2 separate regions of the Mus musculus genome follow, and region 1 is linked to region 2. A link is a contact called in public Hi-C data. All regions are on one chromosome and are shown on one strand. Each heading gives the region's core, a stretch centred on a gene start, on an enhancer-like site or on the middle of the called end of the contact. The rest is flanking DNA. Distances are from core to core; before and after follow the strand shown. Region 1 overlaps Gm34265 (a long non-coding RNA gene). Region 2 overlaps Slc8a1 (solute carrier family 8 (sodium/calcium exchanger), member 1).

Evidence for each region. Hi-C and Micro-C count contacts between places; a contact is called where the count stands out from the background.
Region 1: a Hi-C map of uterus shows a contact between it and region 2, with 5 times the contacts expected there. The contact joins two enhancer-like sites. A contact is called at or near these places in 3 of 484 Hi-C or Micro-C datasets (cortical neurons and uterus).

The regions. Positions count from the first base shown.
Region 1 is chr17:82,853,853-82,859,083 of GRCm38.p6, forward strand. All of the region lies in intron 4 of Gm34265 (a long non-coding RNA gene), which reads right to left. Among named protein-coding and RNA genes, the nearest start is that of Gm41629, 15 kb to the right of the region's middle. Within about 2 kb of position 3,864, at least 27 of the 459 cell types and tissues checked have an H3K27ac peak or open chromatin away from gene starts, as enhancers often do. A contact at or near this core is called in uterus, where this site is marked.
Region 2 is chr17:81,391,009-81,396,175 of GRCm38.p6, forward strand. All of the region lies in intron 10 of Slc8a1 (solute carrier family 8 (sodium/calcium exchanger), member 1), which reads right to left. Among named protein-coding and RNA genes, the nearest start is that of Gm33944, 110 kb to the left of the region's middle. Within about 2 kb of position 2,118, at least 9 of the 459 cell types and tissues checked have an H3K27ac peak or open chromatin away from gene starts, as enhancers often do. A contact at or near this core is called in uterus, where this site is marked.

The DNA.
Region 1 (5,231 bases), core at 2,614-5,113, 1.5 Mb after region 2:
TGTTTGACAAGGTTGTAGAACGTTTGGTAGAAAGGAAGTATGACACTGGAGGTGGGTGTTTACAGTCTGGCCCCATTTCTGGTTTGCTCTTTTTGTGCATGCCTTTGAAGACATGTGCTTTCAGCTTCATATTTCTGCTGCCATGTTGGCTACACAGTGACATGGCTCCCCGCCACCGCTCAGAAACCTTAAACCCATATAACCACAAGGTGCTTTTAGTCACAATGTTTTACCACAGCAACCAGAAAATTAACTAGTACATATAGAATGGATATGAATCTTAGAAGCAATGAGATGATCATTCAAATCTCACTTTTGCAATGTGTCCAGATCCATCTCCTTTAGAACAACAAGCTCATTGAAGAACTCCGGGTCCTTTCTCTAGAAAGAGCAAAACACCTGCAGGAAGGAAAATGATCAATAACGGCACACAGTTACGGCTACTGAATGATCCAGATCATTCTGTGGTCCTATCGGTTCAAATCCTCGCTTTGGGAAGGATAGCGGAGAACCGAGGGAGAGATTATAAATGACGTGACAAGTACCTGGCAGAGTGGAGGCTGTTAAAGGCATTTGAGAAACAGTAGTCACCATGGTTGACAACATTATGGACACACCAGTGCCTCATGTCCTTGCTACTTAAATAGTGAAGACTTTACTCCTCCCTGAGTGTCATCAGTCGCCCAAGGAATTGACCTAACATACGAAGCCGCTCTATTTTGGCTCCTCCTTGAACACATACATGCAGCTCCACACTTTGGGAGGAAACCTTGAGTCTTGAACACTGACAGTGGGCAGCTCCTAAGTCTGCATCTCTACATCCTGTCTCTAGCTTGTTTACCAGCACTTGGCCATAGCTTTGCTACACTCCCCTTAGAGCCAGTCCCTAAAACCTGCCTACTGCCTCCTGACTGTGGATATTCTGTCCCTGCCCTAGCCTTCCCATGCCAACCAGGGCTGCCTTTTACAGTCCATCGAAGAAGTCACACACCACCAATTCGGTACAGTAAGACTGCTCTCTCTGCTTTCCTAGTCTCTCCTCTCCAAATTGTAAAGGAGCTGAGTTTTATGCATAAGTCTGTGGTGTCATTCTCTAAACCTTCAGAGTACCTCTCTCTCCATCATCTTTGTCAAAGTCCAGTCCTGAGCACGGACCCTTGGAGGTCCTTTCCATCCTACCCTTCACTTTCTTGCCTGAGTTCACAATCATCAGTCTTAAACTCCATGAATTCTAAGGTCCTTTTTCCCTTCAATGGTGTCTGCTGTTCAGAACACTGCCCACCAGGCTTCTTCAGGCTTTGCTAACCTTTTCACCCCCCTGTCTTAGCTCTTTCTGGGAGCCCTTTCCTAATCCTCAAACAAAACCATGAGCCCACTATTCTTGCTCACTATAAACTAGTCTTTTCCTTCTAAAGAGTAGTTACAATTATAAGCCTTGTTTATGTGTTTGCATAGTTTAATGACCTTCCTTCTATTTCAGAAATAGCCATACAGATGTGGTCCCTTTCCTCTGCATCATAAGTCTCAGAAACATATGTCTATAGAATGGTGGGTAGGAGAACAGGAGAACTCTCTAGTGGACCTGACAACTGTATTCAAAGTTTTGCATTATGTGGCATCTTTAGAGCTGAAGACAAAAAAAAAGACCTAGAGGGGAAGATGTTTGAGCTTTTGAGTGTAGCAGGGAAAACTACACAGCAATGATGAGCTATGGCTATTATGAGCACTTTCTGAGAAATCATGAGAACTGGAGTTCAAAGCAAAGTGCCTATGGAATAAGTCCTGTGTGTAACTGTAATCCCAGCCCCAAAGGAGTAAGCAGGGGAGGCTTGCCAGAGCTTGCTGACTTCAACAGGGAGAGACCTGGCTTCAAAGGAATAAATGGAGACTGAGGAAGATGTTCAGTGCCCTCTTCTGGCCTCCGTGCACATGCACAGACACACACAAACACACATAGACAGACACACACACACTCACATGCACACAGGAGAGAGTTCAGAGGCTAAGAGGACCAGCTGCTCTTCCATAGAATCCAGGTTCCATTACCAACACTCAAAAATCTATAACTCCAGTTCTGGTAGGTCTGACACCATCTTCTGGCCTCTACCGAGTGAGCTAATTTAAGAGACTAAATGGAGGATGGGAAGGCACAAAGAGACCTTACTTCTGGTCCCCATTCCAACAGCCTTCAATTCACAATATTCAGCAAAGCACCATAATGTGGAATCTTGTTTTCTGAGTCCCAGCACTCTAGATTCCGAATCCCCCAAAGAAGAGACTTTATTCCCTAGTAGACAACTCTAAGCTCTGAACAAGCCTGTCTCCTGCAGAGAGCTCCATGAAGCTTGCCTGGAGCCTCACCTCCTCTCCCTCTGCCTGTAGTGTCTCTCCTGCTCACAGCAGAATGAGACAGTGCCCCATAGTATTCTGTTCCTAAGTCAGTGTGTGACCAGGAGCGTGAGATACTTGATACAGGGATTGCATGGTGTCTCGGTGCATCAAAGCATGCTCCCTCTGCTTCCATGTCCGGTTCAGAGAAGAGTTATTAATGGTAGATTGGTCCTGATCCTATATAGGAAAAACATTAACAGACCTGCTCTGGGGCAACCTTGTGGCCGGAGCAACACAAGCTTCATTTGCAAAAGGATAATAGTGGATACATTTATTGTTGTTAGTAACCAGTGGAGGTTACTAACATGTCCAGAAGAAATGGAGACATCGTAGAAAAAAGGGGTGGTGACACAGATGAGGGAACGTTATATTTAAAGACAACAGAGTTACTGAGATTTGGTAGTGAAACAAGAAGTCAAGAGAAGTAAGGTGTCGGGCATGGATCTTGGAAATCTGGCTTGCAAAACTGAGTATGTTTTTGGCAGAGCTACTGAGGTGAAGGACCATGAGACAGGGCTCTCTGGGGCAGTACAAAATGAAGCAAAAAAGAAAGGTGGACTTTCATCTATGAGGCACGCAGGGTGAGGAGTTCTGGGTATCCTCTTGAAGAAGCCATTTGACCCGCATACCTGTCGCAGGGAGAAGAGCTCATGCAAAATGACAAGTGACTTTAAAAGGCAGTGGAGTGAGAAGGATGTCGTTTCTATCGGCTCTTTCTTCCCAGGCTCTTCTCGACCTCTGCCCTTCTCTGAGACCAACCAAGGGAGAGAAGATAAGATCCTATAGAGATGATCCACTGAAGCAGAGAGAATTGACTGTGTTTTCAAATGGCAAAACCCACTCTCCCTGTGTGCAAGTGAATTATCACAGGAACAGCGAATGGATTTGAACACCACTCCATTACTTTCACAGGCGTTGTCTATCACCTTCAAGGAGAGAGATTTTTAAACAGCGACTGCATCATGTTAAGACCGAACTTTTTCCCTAGCCCTAGTAAATTTCTCTGACCCTGCAACACAGCTGACCTCCTAGATGCAAAGCAAGCATTTCTAGGTGATTAAACACATTGGTAGTGAGGCCTTTGACCACACAATAGAACAAAGTAATCAGCCTCCAGAGAGATCAAAACCACAACCTTGTCTTTATTTGATCGTCCTGTCACAGGAGTGCTCAAGGCAGACAAACCCTCGCCGTCCCCGGGCTGCAAAACATTTTATTTCCCTTCACATTTGGAGGGTTGCTGATTTATTAAAACGTGCTCAGCCATTCTAAATAAGCCACTGGACAGAAGGGAAGCAAGTAGTGTTCCTATAAATTATCAAATGGAAAAAGCTCTTACAAAACCTGCGGAGGGCTTGAGCGATGGCAGGTACCAGGTCCTGGAATCCACCTTGGAGAGCAAAAGCAGCTCTCAGCTTTGGTCCTGGGGTCTGGGTTGCCTCGCTTAGTGTAGCCACGTGATCTCACTGCCCCCTGCTGGATGAAATGCGCATATGTTTCTGCTTCTGTTACCCCGAGCCTTTCCCTTACACGAGGCTCCTCCCTCATCTTGATTTTCCTCTGTACTCGGGAAGAATTGTGGTACCTGACCAAAGGGTCTTTTGGGGGTTCCATACCAAAGAAAGACAGGTAGGAAAGCATGCACAGTCTGAGATCACTGTGTGAGAAACAGAGGCCGGGGGCCAAGGGAAACAGTCCAGTGAGAGGCTCCCTGCAAGCACCTCCCACACCCCCCAGATTCCAGCAGTCTACATTTCTGACCCCTGAGGCTTTAGGACCACATCTGAGAAACAGATGCCTATGGAAATCCTTTTTAATATGGCCAGGTACGTGTCTCTTGGGGAAGGCAGGTTTTCTGCTTGAGAACATAATGCCTTTATTTCACAGGTCCACAAGCAGCAGGCTTTCTTCTTTTTAAAAAAAAAAAAAATGTCATGGAAATAAGTCTCCCGTGCTAGAGCACTTTAAAAGTTAAAGGTTTAAAGCAAACGCCCATTCTCAGATACCCATCAGCTATCACACCTCCTAGACCAATGGTTCTAAAGCTGGGGGCCGTGACCATCAGAAAACATGGCTATTTTACAGTAGTAAAATTACAGCTATGACGTAGCAATGAAAACAATTTTATTTGGTTGGGGTCACCAGAACATGATGATCTATATTGAAGGGTCACAGCATTAAGAAGGTTGAGAACCAGTGTTTTCATTTTATTTTATCTGCCTCCATGTCTCATTCTATAGACACCGCACACTGAATAGGAAGGGAGTCTCACTACAGACAAGATAAGAACACTAGACCTGGTTCTAGTCTGGAATAGAAAGATGGGCTGCTGGCTGCTGGGCGATGGTGGTCCACACCTTTAATCCCAGCACTTGAGAGGCAAAGGCAGACCAATCCCCGACATCCTGGCTGTACAGAGTGAGAGCCAGGACAGCCAGGGCTACACAGTGAAACCCACTGGTCAATGGTTAATTCCTGAGCTGACAGAGTCCTGGACAGAGGGTCGTTACAGACAGCTCTATCTTTTTGGGCACTGCCTATGATTGCTTCCTCCTGGCAGTTTCCGTGTTTCAAGTTTCACATTGAGGTCTCTGATCCGTTCAGAGCTCATTTTTGTGCTGGGTGATAAATTTGGGTCCAGTTTGTTCTTCTTCATGCAAACATCTCATTTTTCCAGTAGTTTATTGATGATGCTGTCTTTTCCCAATGTGTATTTGTGGCACATTTGTCAAAGATCAGTCAGCTGTAGCTGCATGCAGTCATGTTTGGGCATTTCTGTTGTTATTCCATTAGTCTATCTGTCGGTTTATGGCAATACCATGCTGTTTATTAATCCAACT
Region 2 (5,167 bases), core at 868-3,367:
GGGCAGTCTCTGGAGGAAAAGAGATACCCCCCTTCTGACGCAGGGGCCTATTACAAACCACTCTTCCTTTTCCTTGCAAAGGGTTTGGGGGGTTCTATCCCATCTCTGAAGACGGCATTCTCTATATTCTGCCTATATAGGTGAAAATAGCACAGTCAAAACCTCATGCATCCAGGGCTCCGATGACCCAAGGTTTGCTAGATTGGAGAGCATACTGGGTCTGTGGCAATTTCTACTATTGCTATTTTTCAGTGGCCAGTTTATGTGAATATTGTGTGAATGCTCTAATTTGTAACAACAGGTTCTGATTTCAAATACTTTTCTCTGGAGTCCCTGACAATTATTAATCAAAATTAACAAGTTATCAACCACATAAATAAAACATGTTCAGGGCCTCTTTGAGTCTGATTGGTTTTATTTACCTGGGTTATTCACTGAGTCTCTTGTCTACTTTTATTTTTGATTCAAGAGCTCTGTAAAAACATTTTTAAAAAAAGCATGCAAGTCCAACCCATTAACCTTGACTGTGAAAGCCATAGCTTAGGTTTCCAAATGGAACGCACTGGAGTCTCCGCAAATCACCCCCTGTTGCTGCTCTGCTGCTCGGTGCACAGAACAACATTGAACACCCCATGTGTTAGAGGGTGATAAATCCTATCCTGAGCCCCAAGCCTGCAGCGTGACTGTGGTTGACCAAGACAAATGCTGATGTGCAAAGTAAAATCCAAGAAACAGCTGCCATGGTCTTAGAAGGGATGTTAGCATGTTCAGAGGTCGGCTCGATAAACACAGAGATACAGGAATCAGACTTCCGATGTGATTCACATACACTCAGACATGTTGATGATGGTATACACCTGCTTTCATGTGTGCTTGTCTCCAGCTGTCCTTTCATGCTTTAACTTCCGCCTTGAGTTTTAATTAACTGTATGTCAGTTGTAAACTCTCCAACATTTAGTGCTATCTTATTATTCTCTATGACTATAAATCAGGAGTTGGGAGTGTTTCCAAGAATCAAACCACACATCAGAAAGTTAGGCCACAACTGTTCTCTATAGACTGGTTTTCCAGTTCACTTTATATAACTTTGGCCAAGTTGTCAGGTCAGCATACAAGAATAGACCCCTGTTTTCCTCCAGGACTAATTATTTTTTTCCTAACCTGGATCCCTTTAACTTTATAGCTATTTGAACATCTCCTCTGGAAATGGCCATCCTTACAATGTCACAGGTGGGACCTAGAGTTCTGTTATACATCAAGAGTGTCCCCTTATCTCAGACAGCTCATCTTATCCTCTACTCTTTTGGGACAACTGCCCCGTTTGTGCTTAGGAGTGACTTTTCTGGAGCCTCGTTTCACAGTTGTGATACAGTTACCTCTTCAGACCATACGGACTACAGCTGCTTTAACACAACCCATTATAGACAGAGCTTCATGGTGTCAAAGCGGCAGGCAGCTCACCAAGGAGAGAGTCTGGAAAGGAGCTATCTGAAGGCTCCTCTGTAAGGCATCCTGCCTTTCCAGTTCGTTTCCTCATCTAAAATGAAGACTCTAGAAGAGCTCTAAGATACTTCTAACACTGTTGTTTGGGTGGCCCACCCAATATGCCAGCATACTAAATTTCCTTTTGGCTTTGTTCTTTTTCTGTAGAAATTTGGAGGTGACCATGGTTCATGAAAAGTAGTGGTGATTCGAGGAAGAAAGGTTTTTCAGACCCGAAGATATTGCATTGACCAAGCTGTGTTAGTGTTAGTGAAATTAACCCGCCCAGCACAGACTTTTATCTTTTAGCAAAAGGTAAGAAATGTTGGAAATCATTACCTTCCACCTTCATGAGGGAAACTACTGTGTAAATGGAATAGAGGAAGCTTTGTCTCAAAGGCTGTGCTCAATTTTAATTGTGTTTGCGTATTATTAGCATCAGATATATGTGGAAACCTTTGCTCAACCTTTGCTTAGGAAAATGTACATTTGGGATCTACTCTAGGCTGATTTACTTAGAGTCTATAGAAAAAGCATTTAGAAATATACCTTTTAATAAGTGTCTTAATTCCCAGGGCTAGGAGTTAGGACCCAGAATTCGAAGGTTTTGAAACAGGAGGAACAGGAATGGCTGCTAGCGCCCTGCAGGGAGGAGTTGGTGCTGGTGTTCTAGGAAGCAGCTGATCAGAGGCAGGAAACATCTGGTTTTTCTTGGAAAATTGATGCCCCAGATATGATGGTCATTTTGTGCATAAAACATCTTGGGTGGTCTTAGTGGAGATGCTGAGGCTGCCTGACTGTAATCATCTCACTGCAGTTATGCTTTGTGCTTGTTTTATAAACACTATTTCTGCACAGCTATACTGAAACGCCAATGGAGGTGGTAAGGGGAGTGATCTTCCTAAATGAACTAGGCTTTCGCCCTTCTTCTTGGAGGAGAAAATGTAGAAGTGTGAGTACCTTGTAGGGTTTGAAGGGAAATGAGTCACCATGAACAGAATCTAATGAGTGCTTAATATCACTAGCTATTTCTTTCTACAGCCAAACAGAGCCAGAGACGCTCTACATGAAAAGGAGTCAGACTTTGTGCTAATGAGTCTAAATTTTGGGGAGCTGTAACAAACACTCGTCTTAATAGAAACTTGCCAACTTTATAGCCTCATGCCTTTCAATGTGATCATATAAAAATTATTCTTCAAAATCAAAGCAATTCTTCTTTTAAGAATTTTTGCAAGTCCTCAAAAGTCAGAGATTTTCTGGTTAAGTTCCCGTCTTTCCTGTGGCTGTAATGTCAGGGCAGTTGAAGCATTAGGTACGCATGCTCCTCTGTTCTTTCTTCCTTTCCGTGTTCTCTGCCTCCCTCTCAGAATCCAGGCAGGAATAATTTATTCAGGTGCTAATTCTATCACTAGCCAGACACAAACAGGATTTAGCCTTGAGTCAGTTGTAACATTTATATACCCAAGTAAATATGGACGTCACCTCAGCCACAGTCCTTATTTGGCTTCCCAGCAGAGTGCCAGAAACCAGAGAATTACAATTGATTGATTAATGATGAGAAGGAAAGGAGTTGTAAAAACTAAGTAAAAGGCTGGTTATGGGAGGGGAAGGGGAAACTAAAAATTTCTGCCTATAAAGCTGTCTTTAAAGAGATTGAAAAAGATATGGAGATAGTCACTAAAAACTGCAAGTTGATTGCTGACAAGATCAAAGATCAAAGTTCCTGCTACTTGTCTGCCTCCCTCCCTCCCCAAGGTGGGGAAAATAAGAATCAGCAGGAGAGCTTTGGGAGAGAGCAACTAGCTGGCCCTCCCTGACTCTCTGCTTACTTGTCTGGGGTGAGGCCATAGCATAAGACAGCTTTAACGCTTTCACAGGCATTAACCGCTGTCATACATGGCTTCTTTCTCCCTGTAAGGAAGATGGGTACCTCCCCTGGGCTACCTGGGCAAGGCTTCCTGCAGGACAGCTCTGACATCATCAGCAAACAGACCTGCTTTTGTTATTAAATGACAATTTACTTTTCATCTTGAGCTGTTCACTTGAATGTGGGCATTTTGCAAAGGCACTCCTGGGCCTTAGATTTCCTACTATGGAACTGACACTATGCTAGAGTGTAAGATCAAAGGAACAAATTCTAATTCAAAGAGAGGTTTTTTTTTTTTTTTTTCTTTTTCTTTTTCAGGGAACACAGGGTGGAGAAGAGAAAGCCCACACCATTTAATCACCGTTCCAAAGTGTACTTTGATCCATGTCTTCAGCTCAAAATGACAACCTTCCAATCTATCAGGATGCTTTTTTTTTTTTTTCAGTGAAATGTCCATAAATTATTGAGAGGATTGCAGGTCCCTCCTTGGTGGAATAGATTCTTGGCATTTGATAAAATTTGCTAAAAATCAAAATAAATAGCCTGAGCATTTTAAAAAAAGATTTTATTCTCATTTCTTTATGTGAACACTGGGAAAGATGAATTGTGCCAACAGAGGCCTGTGTCCCTTAAGCTGGAGATGCAGGGGGCTGTAAACCCTTGGATGTGGGTGCTGGGAGCTGAAGTTTTTCTTTAAGAACAGTGGATGCTCTTAACTGCTGAGCCATCATCCCAGCCCCAGTCTGAATCTTTAAGAGGACCCTGACAGCTTCCTTGCCTTGGAATTGCTGTATTTACTTGAATTTCTGGAGCACTCAATCCATCTTCTCTTTGGTTCTAAAGAAACCCGAAATAAACTAGCCTAGTATACAGAAGAGTAGTGGTATTCCCTTCTGGCTGTTCTTTGAGGTTTTTAATGTGGGTCTGAAGTGGAGCAGAATATGTGTGCCTGCACTCTCAGGACCCTCGTCTTTTGAGCGCCACTTATTTATTGTAAGAGGTCAAAATGACCTCTATAAGTTACAGGTTTGAATTGCCAGTGCATGCCTGATGAGTAAGGGGACTGAGGGGGACTGATAGGAGAGAGGTTCCTTTGTTCTTTCTAAACCTTATGGACAGGCTGCTGAATGCTGCTGGCTTCTGCTCATAATGAGAACATTTACCAAATGAACTTGAAGGTAGGTAGGTGGCTTGTGTGGCCAACAGAATCAGTGTGTCTATGTGGGTAACCATGACTGCTACTGAAGAACACTGGCCCTAAGCTCATAAACTGGATAACCCAAGTCCGAGAGCAAGGAGCCAAGCATTAGAAGAAGATCTGGTTCTGTGTTCATTTTTAATCAACTGTCTAAGTTAATTCAGGATAATTAATCTCAAAGGCTTCTGAAACCTCATTTGTAAATGAGGTAAAATGTAAGTGCTTATTTGTACAGCTGTTAAAATGATCTTACAAAGTAATGTAAAAGGACCTAGCCTGGTACCTGGAAGGTGGTAGGTTTTTTATTTTTATTTATTTTTATTTTTTTAAATATCTATTACTATGGTTTCAGAATTTTTTTGTTCCATCAATAGCTGAGATTATGGTGCTATTATTTTGATCTTTTATCACAGTTTATTTCAAGGAGGTGATTTGGGTTTAGTAGACTCTCTGAAGGAAGATAGGAGAATGTGATTCTGTCTGCTATGACCACAAAAGATGGTGGTAATTGAGACAAGAATGAACATCTATTGAGGCTCACTAGGTTAGACATAATACATGGATTCTAATTTAGTATAAGACACCTAATATGTACACTATTATTACCTTTGTTTTATTGA